2 separate regions of the Mus musculus genome follow, and region 2 is linked to region 1. Evidence: chromatin contacts called from public promoter capture Hi-C data. All regions are on one chromosome and are shown on one strand. The core of a region is the stretch at or near the end of the contact, and the rest is flanking DNA. Distances in the headings are between cores, read along the strand shown.

Region 1 (5,125 bases), core at 1,892-4,391:
TCTCTGCACCAACGGCTCCTTCCAACCTGTCAAGACACAGCACTCAGACTCAAAGGTGGGGCAGGGAAGAAGCTGGCATCTTCCAGTGAGAGAAAGTCCCTTGTCCCCATTAGTCATGCATACTGGCTGATAACAGGGGCACCGACTCAGGTCCGCACAGAAACCACACCTACAGCTCTTGGTTCCTGCTGCCCTACAGCTGACAACCACCCAACAGCCTAGACCCGAGACAGTTCACTCTATTGTTATCAGGGCTCCCATTCTGGAGATCTGACCTGTGGCCCTTCTCAAGAAGGTTTCTGGGGGCCTCGGCATGTCAGGGATCACCTGGTACAGGGGCTCGAAATAACCAAACATATCCTCTGCCACCTCGCCCAGGGGCACTGTGTCGATCACCTGTGCAGGAAGGGGTTCTAATGGAGCAAGCTGGTCCCGCCCGTTACCACCCACAAACCCCCTCTCCAGCTTTGCCCCGAACTACCTCCTTTCCATACACTTCCACCTCGTATCAGTCAGGATCAAACAGAATTGGGGGTTAAGGGCAACAGAAAAGGGATTTCCAAAAAAAAATCAATGGATAGAAAACATGGAAGCACATCCCTGGAAGACTGAGGGGCAAGCCACCCTTAGGGACAGAGCACCACAGCCCTCACTACCTTCTGTGCCACCAGCTTCATCTCAGAGATGTAGGCAGACATGGCTTCCTCCCTGCTCATCTTGCCTGTTCCAGGCATCCCTAGGAGGCAGAGGTCCATGAGAAGTCTGGGTGACAGATGAGGCATTTGTACCCTGCAGGAGGGGAGCTCACCACTTGTAACGTCCAATGGGGTCCCAGAACCCAGGCCGGGGGACCAGGCAGGGCCCCATGGTAGCCTGCTTGTAGTAGCTGTAGAATCGCAGCATCTCTTCATAGGAGGGGCGGTAAGAGCCTGAGCAGAGGGTTGGGAAGGGGAGGGTACCTCATCAGCCCCAGGTCCAAAAGGGAGGAGGCTGCACCTTGGAAGGGCAAAGGTGGCCCCGGATTTCACTCATAGCATCTAAGACAGGAAGCAGAGGGGACCCCACCACAGCCTAGGGAGGAACTTGTTTGTCAACATTTGCAGGGTACAGGCCCAGTTTCATCTCATCTCGGGGTCGGAGCCCAACCATCGTGAACCCTAAAATGCTGATCTGTACAGGCTCACCATTCTTAGGCAGGTTCTGAATGACGCTGACTGCTGCCTGGAACTGTTTTTGACAGTCGGGCTCTTCCTTCTCGGTACCCATGCTGCTTCGAGCTCTGGAGCCCTACTTTGAAGCGACTCTGCAAGAGTGAGTGTCAATGTGACCAGGCTTCATGGTCCACGGTGGCATCCTAAGTAAGCCACCGGACCGGTTCCCAGAGGGGCAAACTTAGTCCTAAGAACGGATCGCTATCCCAGGAGGCCAGAAGTTGAGCTGAGAAGGCTCCTTCTCCTACCTCAAGGCAGCGCCAATGAGGCCAGGGTGGCGAGGACCACCAACTTGGCCATGAGTGGGAGGGGAGGCAGGTGGCAAGGGTCTCAGAGCCACGTACGTCCCCGGATGCACCTCTCTAGACACCCATTTCCAATTCCTGAACAGGCGAATCAGCGAACGAGGAGGAGTCAGGATGGGACGAACAGCCTTCAACCCTGGCTCCCCGCGCCCCAGCCTCTCACTCACCCCTAGGCGCCCACTGCCAGGACACCAGGGTCCTCTTCTCATCACTCACCAGAGGCTTCCGATTGACCTCTTGTTCCAGAGGGGCAGGGATAGGGCGGGATACAGAGCTAGGAGAAAAGCCAACCAGAGGCACCGTTTCGTATTGGTCTTTTATACCCTAACCAGTAAGGAAGGCTCTTTCAAGATTATGCAAATAATGCTATCCTGCCTCGCCCAGCCAGGCGGGGCTAATTTATGGGTGGCACTCCGCACCGCGCGACAGCCCGAGGCGGGCTGCAGCGCCTCCCGGTGGACACACTGATGGTCGCAGAGTCCTCGCGCCCCCTGGTGGAAACCCACGGGAGTGGGTTGATTGATGCGGGCTCCGCCTGTCCGAGGCACCTCGACTCAGCTCTTGGAACACGTCTACGCTGGCAATAGAGGAGAGTCCTGGAGCCCGGCGTTCCGCAGAAAGGACACTGGAGCTGAGTTTTGGAAAAAGTAAGAGTGAACCAGAAAAATAACAACAAAAAAAAGGAACACTCCTGGAAGGAATCAAGAGATCAAGCAGAGGCGAAGGTTTGACAAATAGTAAGCAAATTTAAGATCGCAGTGGTGATGGGGACTTAAGCTAGTATGAAGAATTGTCGGGACTTGGATAAATGAGGAAAGAATACAGCGGGACAAGTAGATGGAGATTCTAGGACCCGAAACTCGCTACTTTTAGCGTGGGAAGCCTGGCTGTAGGTCGCGTCCAAGTGACAATATTCGACCAGCTCGCTGCCCCTATCCAAAGCTCGTGCTTGAAAGCCACATGCACACTCCACCCTTTCGCATTCACAAGGGTACGTCTAACACTACACCGGCACCCGTACAAGGAGGTTTTCCTTGGCTGACGTCATCAACACCTTGGCAGAGTGTTGTGCAGATCCCTTGACCAAGGATGGAGTGTCGCTCTGGGGTACCAAGCTTCTGGAACTCTAAACTTAGTCTCATCTTAGTCTTCAGATCGGTTGGCCGCAAGGCATCCACCTTTGAGGACTGGCTATTGGCCCCGAGCCCGGAGATTAATTCATGACGTCACTGCCCGAGCCTCTCGTCCCCATTCCTGCGCAGCTCTGCTTCAGAATTCTATGGGTTTCCTCCGTACTAGGACCCTGTGGCCCGGGACGATCTCCTATAGATCTGTCCCTTGTCTGGCTCCCTAAGGGACCCGGCTAAGGTGGATGGACTAGGGTCCTGAGTTCCCAGAAAAAATGTGTCTGCGCCGGAGGACAAACCTATCCCTCCGGGAAATTCAATTCCCTTCAACAGGGACTCTGGCCAATGGTAGAAAGGAGATCCGGGGACCTCTAAGGAAATGGAAAGACCGACTCACTAGTAGGGGCGAACGCGTAGACACCAGGGCGCGCAGCTCCAGGCCTGGGGTCCCGCAGGCGCCTCGCACCGCCTAAGTTCGGCCTCGCTCCGCCCACCTCCACCTCGTCCCTCCCTCTCTCCCTCCTCCCGAGGTCTCCTCCTCCTGACTCCTAGGGCGCCGCTAAGTTTCTTAGCTCCGGACCGCGCCGCGGGCTGTGTTCCCGTTGCCCGGTTCTCACGCACAGATCCCGGGCCTGGCCCTGGGCCCTTCGAGACCATGCTGTGCGGTGGCTGGAAAAGGAGTCGCCGCTCGCCGGAGGAATCCCGGGTGTCCGCCCAGGTCGCAGCGCCCCTCGCGTTCCCGCCCTCGCCCGCGTCGTCGGACAGCAGCACCAAAAGGCCTGGGCTACGGGCACTGAAGAAGATGGGTCAGTGACACACAAGGATGGGTCCGGGTGGGCGCGCACTGTCTCTAGGGACAACCTGGACGGAGCGGGGTGTACGGGCCACCTGGTTTGCCAGGGTGCTTGGAATTGGGGAGGATCTGACCAGGAGCACCAGCACTGTTCCAGTTGGGGTTCACACCTGGGGTCATCAGACTTCCAGGCTGTTTTAGAAGGCTTGGATGCCCCCGGTGCATTCTCACCGGGAGGCGCTCGCGGGGCCGTGCTGGGGTGAGAATTTGGGACTCGGGGCATGGATAGGGTTGCTGGAGAGTGAGGAGAATGGACTGAGAGATAAAGCTTGGAGTTAGGTTGGGGATGTAGCTCAATCGGTAGAGCTCTTAGCTCTGGGTTAGATCCCCAGTATCACAACGACTTACTGTTGTTAATCTCCCAGCACTGGCGAGGTGTCAGTAGGAGGATCAGGAGTTCAAGGTCATTCTCTGCTACAAAGTAAAGTGTGTGTGTGTGTGTGTGTGTGTGTGTGTATGAGTCTGGGGTCTATGAGACTCTGTTTCAAAAAAAAAAAAAAAAATACAATGCCAGGCAGTGGTGGCGCGCGCCTTTAATCCCAGCACTCGGGAGGCAGAGGCACGCGCACGCGGAGGTACGTACATTCATCTCCCAAGTGCTACTTGAGGTCTGTGGGCATCTTACAGCACCTGCTGTTCTTGATCCTGAGGGGCTGTTTACAGATGGCCTCTGCGAGATTCTAGACACCCAAGCCAGCCCTGTAACCCTCAGGTCTTCTCTGCCAGCAGTAACAAAGCCCTGGCAAGACCCGGGGCAATGGTGCGAAACAGTCCAGCTTCCTATTTCAGAGGTGAGAGGGAAGTCACTAGTCTTCAAGGAGCCCTCGAGTCGGCTCAATACCGCTGTGGTTTGCAGGTGTGGTGCTAAGCTCACCTTCCTGAGGTAGGTGTCCTGCACCCCATTTCACAGAGGAGGAAACTGACTCAGACATCAAAGAATCTAGTCGGGGCCACTCAGACTGTGTGCCATCCCAACCTACACGCTCAGAGTCTCGGCAAAATGGGACTCCCTGGGCTTGAACAAGGAGCATTTTATAAACTGTGAAGTGCAGGAAACTGAAGTGGTTTCTCAGGACTGTCAACCTGGTGACAGAACTCAGGGGTCCCAGATGCCAGCCTCCCCGGCTTCCCTCTCAGCTGTGCCCTCCTCTTCCTCATTCCACCAGAATGTATTGGATGTCCTCACCATGAGCATTGTGCCTGGGGCAGCTCTTCATCCTTCTCCGGTCCAGTCATTCAAGAAGTCAATATTTACCTACCATACAACAACAAACACAGCACACGCGGGCCTGTCCAAAGAGAGCTAAACAGCTCAGTACTGCTGTCAGAAGACGGACCTTGAGGGAAAGAGTCAGGGAGGGAGGAGCGGACTGTGATGCTGGGGAGGCAGAGAGGACCCCACTGAACCCCAGAGCTGGATGGAAGCTCATGTGAAGAGGAGAGAGGTAGACAGACACCTTAGAGTTTCTCTGAAGTTTGGGTGGTGCTAAGGGTCCCAGAAAATCCACTGGCTGAGTTAGAGGAGCAGATGGATAATAGGGTGGTCAAATAGGGCTGAAAGGAGGCAGGGAGTAGCTCGTGAAGAGGTGTTGGGGTTCAGGTGAGAGAGGCACAGAAGAGGAGGACGCA
Region 2 (5,433 bases), core at 503-3,002, 560 kb before region 1:
ACTCAAACAGGTCATGAAGCAGGAGCTGATGCAGAGGCCATGGAGGGATGTTCTTTACTGGCTTGCTTCCCCTGGATTGCTCAGCCTGCTCTCTTATAGAACCAAGACTATAAGCCCAGAGATGGTACCACCCACAAGGGGACCTCCCCACTTGATCACTAATTGAGAAAAAGCCTTGCAGTTGGATCTCATAGAGGCATTTCCTCAACTGAAGCTCCTTTCTTTGTGATAACTCCAGCCTGTGTCAAGTTGACACACAAAACTAGCCAGTACACAGTCAGTGCTCTTAACCACTGAGCCATCATCTCTCTCTAGCCCCTAGATAACTTCTTTTTAAAAACTGAAAAAAGATTGTGTGAGGGGGTGAGAGAGAGGGGAAGGGGAGGAGGAGGGAGAAAGAGAGAGAGAGAGAGATGCAGATGTCTTTGGAAGCCTGAAAAAGCTGTCAGATCTCCTGGTGCTGGAGTTATATATGGTTATGGGCCACTCCGTGCAGTTTCTGGGAACCCTTCTTCTTTGAGCAGAAAGTGCCCTAAACCACTGGGCTGTCTCTCAAGCCCCTCACTCTCTTACTATGGGAACTTGAGGTCCTCTTTTGCAGTTGTTGCCTTTTCAGTATCTCTGAGAGTCCACGGGAGTTGGCACCCACCCACCTACCCCCACACATCTCTTTCCTATTGGTGACCCCCTGGCAGGGCTTTTGGATTGTCTCCTTCCTCACGGACCATAGCCCACGCTCTCTGCTGCTCTATCTAGGGTGGGCAGGATGCCACTACTTGGGGAAATGCTGAGGGCAAGGGAGCAACAAGGCCAGGAGAGGGAACTAAAGGAGGAGAGGGGGCACGGGGAGTGGAACTGCTGAGCGTGGGCTCAGTCCCAGAGCCAAAAGCCTGCGCTGCAAATTGCTTTTTCCTTCATGTCTGTCCCAGGGAAAGGCCCAATTAAAATAACACCTATTGAAAACGGAAGCAGAATTGCAACAGGCTGCCTATTAGGCCTGTCTCCACAGGCAACGAGGGGTAGCTGTGAGCTTGAGGAACCCTCCCTGTGTGAGCACAGATCGCCCCCGAGCTTTGGGAAGACTCCAGAAAGGGGCTGCCCCAGCACCTGACCCGAGAAGAGCCCGGACCCTGACGCTTTGAGGGTACCCTGTGCAGGGGCCGGATACTTTCCAGGGCTGAGTCCTGAGGCTTGATGAGACCGAAAGCATCCGGTTCTAAGTCTAAGAACAGGATCAGTGTAGTTGAAAGGAAACTTCTCAGGGAAAGACAACGTGTCAGGGGCCACCCAGCCCGCTAGGGGTGACAGCTGGAGGCAGAGAGAAGGTTACATATTTGGCATTCACGGCTTCTGCCACTTTATTCTACTGCCTTGAACATCCCATCCTAGCCTTGGCCTGGGACCCTGGTCCTAGCCACAGTTCCTACACACTGGCCCTGTGCCATATTTCTGCTCAACACAGCTAGGTAAGGGAAGTAGGGGCTATGCCAAAAAGATTTTTTTTTTTCTGGTTTCAAAGCATCTCTCCAGACCCCTCAGGAACTGGTCTAAGTTCTTCCTCACATAGCCAGACTGCGGTGTCCCTAGGAGGCAGGCAGAGATGGGATGGACACAGTGTCTAAGCTGGCCAGAACAGTGGGTTCTGGAGGTGCCTGCTGGCCGCCCACAGGGAAGCTTAGTAGTGGGTGGTATTCTCTCCACTGGGCCATGTCTCAGCTACCCAGGGTTGGTTTCCATGACAACAACAAGCTCCTTACCCATCCTGTTCATCCTTAAAAGATTCCCACCCCAGCTGTCTGAGCCTGGGCTCCTCGCCCAGCTGCCTGCCGTACCAGCAGCCCACAGCTCCAGAGCCCAGGTTTAGCAGTGAACTGTCAAGCCTCCAGAGAGAGTCTCCTGGGAGGTGCCTGGTAACTGGCCAGTCTTAGAAAAACGTCCACATGATTGCTTCTTAATTGGATTAGGAACTCGCTCCCAGGGGTTCTCTGCCCTCCACGTTGCAGCCAGGTTCCTCCAGTCTTTTGGCTCTCAGCATTAAGATCTTCCCCGTCCCCTGCTCAGTGTCCCCAGCTGTAAGAGTGCTGCTAATGGGGACTTCTGCAAAGCCAGTTACATACCCAATGGGAAAAGAAATGCTCTGATACCTTCAGAGATGAGACACAGCCCCAGCCTGGAGCTGTTCAGGGGCGCCACCCCTCTCTTGAGCCTCAGGTAACCCCTATTCCTGGCCTCTGCACATTGTTTCTGCTTCTCTGCCCTCCCTCTCTACACAGAAGCTCCTTCACAACCCAGCTCCAAATCCCCTCCCACCAGAAGTCTTCCTGTCTCAATAATTTCCCCCTCTGTCTTCTCACAGTGCCTATATTTAGTCCCTGTAACATGACTTGCCTTATGGTATATTGTGCCAGGGAGGGGGGGTGGGAGATCCCTGGAGCTATTTATTTTTCTGAAGTTATTTTTTTTTTAGTATGTTTTCTTTCTCTGCTGAAAAATTCTTCTAGTGAGCATATGTTGTTTACCTGCCCGGCACACAAATCCTGATCCCCTTTTCTTTCTTATGGAAATCCCATCCCACTGGCCAGCTAGAATCGCTGCCTCCTCCTCCAATGATAAGAATCTGGCCAAGCAATTGACTGGTCATAAATATTGATTTAAAGATGACCACATGACTGGGTAGAGCCAAACAGGATTTCCTCTGGTATTTCTGTGGACACAGCCAGCTCTCTGACAACTATCAATTCCCCCTGTGGTACTTACCTAACAGAAACAGAGATGCTTGCAGGTAGGAATTGTCATGCCCCTTAGTTCTGGGCAGTAAGACATGGACAGAAGTTGCTGGGGAAGACGATTAGGAACAGACTCAATTGGCGTGGCCTCCACCCCAATCTTAACGGATGCCTCTCAGGTCCCTGACACCTCAGCCTGAGTGGTTTCATTGCAGTCAGGTAAGAGGCTGCCTGACGGTGAAGCTCGCCAAGGCCAGCGCTGGAGCCAGAGTGAGGAGAGAGAGTGTGCACGACATCACTAACACCCGTACATCCAGCCATGCTAGAAGCTTGGGCTGTCCCAGTGTGGAGAGATGGCATTTCCTGTCCCTGCCTCAGCCGGCCTGCACTGGGTTTCTCTCTCTCTCTCTCTCTCTCAGTGAAAGAGGCTTGAATGGAAACCTCCACAAGACCCAAATCCTGTGCAGTAAGACTCAAATCTGTACAATAAAATGCTAAGTGCAGGGATGAAAGGCCGTAAATCGTTCTTTGAGTGGCCAGATTCATAATAAAAGTCAGGTGAGAGTTTGAAAAGACGTTTACATGCAGACTAGGCCAACTAAAGGACAGACTTGTTAGTTATCTGAGTAGGTCTCAGGCCACGGACATCTCCGAAACAGTGCATGAGCCAGCCTTATCTTTACCGAACCCTTCCTTCAGCATTCATACCTCCAGGGAACCTGCACCATCATTCCTGACCCCGCCATCCTGTCTTAGTGATTACTTTGCTCTGATTTTTCTCCTGGGTCGCTGTACCTGGCCCAGGACCTACCCACCCTAGGCAGGTGCTCTTCCACTGAGCTACACCCCCAGGGATGGCTTACTCCTTTTCAAAGCTCAAGCCAGCTGTGCCTCCATGAACCAATTGAGCACTGTGTGTGTCTTCTCCCCAAGTCCCACCCCACCAGTGAGTGGAGACCCCTCTAGATTGGAGCATTTTGGGTGTCTTTGACTTCAGACTAGGGGGCCCCCGGTGTGTAGGGTGGCCCTATTAGACTGGGGTTCAGACGCTGCTTCTACTCGTATCAGAATAGACCCTCAATCTGTCTCTGTCTCAATGGCAAGATAAGAAAATATGGAGTCTGAACTACAAGTCTGCAGCGGGGAGGAAAAGAGAAAGAGTGAGCGATTAGCATAAAGGACCATTTTCTCCTTCAGAGGAAGATGGTCAACAGCCCATAAGGATTATTTGTAAGTCAGAATTCATGATCCAATGATAATAACAGATTATTCAAACTCAGGCCCTGTCCCCTCACAGGCAGCAATATGTGCAAAAATTCCCTCCCTACATATGGCCAGGATTCCCTTTAAAAATTACTTTTTTTTTTTTTTTTTTTTTTTTTACATTTTCAGAGAGAGAGAGGGCGAGGGAAAGAGGAAGGGAGGAAGGGAGGGAGGGAGGGAGGGACAGACAGACAGACAGACAGACAGACATGTGGGTCCCAGAGACTGAACTCAGGCCATCAGCCTTGGTAGCTGGGACCTTTGCCTACTGAGCCATCTTTCCAGCCCCCAGGATTCTGCTTATAGGACTTTCCTCTGTCTCTTGTTTTTGATCGTTGTGTGACCATGGATCCCTTCACTGGGAAGCTTGTCAGACCCCTGTAGACATATGAGAAGAGGCCCTTGTGTGTTTGTGGCCTATGGCTTCTGTTGGATGGAAATGCCCTATACAGTTCCTACGCCACTGGAAGAAAGGTCCACTTTGTTTCTGGCCCCTGTCCTTTTTCAAAAGACTGAAATCTTTTCAACAGCAGCGATACAGTGAGTCTTCCAGAAGGCGAGGAGTTTTCACAGAGCCGAGGAAAGCCCTGTAGGAAGGAAGGATAGCCCACACGAAGGCAGCAGTCTGAGGAGGGTCAGAGTGCCCATCAGGCGTAAGTGAACCACCAAGAGCAACAAGCAAAGGGGATAAGGACCGAGCCCCAGAGGGTGTAGGGGCGAGGAGGGAACTGTTTGACTACGTTGGAAACTGTACTTAGTAGAATAATCAATGGGAAGGTGGGCCAGACCTTGGACAGGAGAGAGACATGGTAAAAATAGCGCTAATGATCCAGACATCTGCATGTGGGCAGAAGAACATGAAGGGAGACAGCCGAGCTGCTCATCCAGACAGCGCAACCCACGGAAACCGGAGACATTGGGGTTCAGTTTTTACACAGGCTTTGTGACCAGTAGGCTGGGTGTGTGTGTGTGTGTGTGTATTTGTGTGTGTGTGTGTGTGTGTGTGTGTGTTTGTGTGTGTGTGTGTGTGTTTGTGTGTGTCTGTGTGTGTGTCTGATCCTCTAGGAGCCAACTGAACAGGGACTTCAGCTGCCTAGAACTCTTCCTATGTCAGTAACCAATCAAGAAACTTAGAGGAGATAAAAGTCAGGGAGCAGCAGTCCAGAGGTGTTGGACCAGGTTAATCATCAGGAGAATGAGGGAGAATCATGGAGCGCTTTCAGCCTCCACATTTTCCAGGCATCCTTATCCCATACTAAATAAGGAGAAAGATGGGACACATTTGTACAATAATTCAAGATTAGATTTCCATAGCAACAATTACCCAAAACTCAACTCCCGACAGTCGCAACAGCAGGAGCTAGCAAAGAAGACTACGGGGGTGGGAGATGTGTGTGTGGTGGGGGCTCAGAGAATGGCTTCCTTTTATCCTTAAATGGAAGGA

The links. Promoter capture Hi-C pulls out the DNA fragments that hold promoters and counts their contacts.
Region 2: a promoter capture Hi-C map of hippocampal neurons shows a contact between it and region 1, with 2.0 times the contacts expected there. The contact joins the enhancer-like site here to the promoter of Acbd4 in region 1. A contact is called at or near these places in 2 of 39 promoter capture datasets (hippocampal neurons and pre-B cells), 1 of 15 datasets of contacts at CTCF or cohesin (embryonic stem cells) and 1 of 484 Hi-C or Micro-C datasets (embryonic stem cells).

What each region holds. Positions count from the first base shown.
Region 1 is chr11:103,099,704-103,104,828 of GRCm38.p6, reverse strand. Acbd4 (acyl-Coenzyme A binding domain containing 4) reads right to left here and starts at 3,141. Exons shown (of 11, transcript NM_025988.2): 1 at 3,041-3,141; 2 at 1,733-2,147; 3 at 1,185-1,303; 4 at 809-929; 5 at 723-736; 6 at 657-721; 7 at 276-396; 8 at 1-26. The coding sequence starts at 1,266. Plcd3 (phospholipase C, delta 3) reads left to right here and starts at 3,171. Exons shown (of 15, transcript NM_152813.3): 1 at 3,171-3,449. The coding sequence starts at 3,299.
Region 2 is chr11:103,662,745-103,668,177 of GRCm38.p6, reverse strand. No RefSeq gene overlaps it. Among named protein-coding and RNA genes, the nearest start is that of Rprml, 16 kb to the right of the region's middle. Within about 2 kb of position 1,752, at least 53 of the 459 cell types and tissues checked have an H3K27ac peak or open chromatin away from gene starts, as enhancers often do. A contact at or near this core is called in hippocampal neurons, where this site is marked.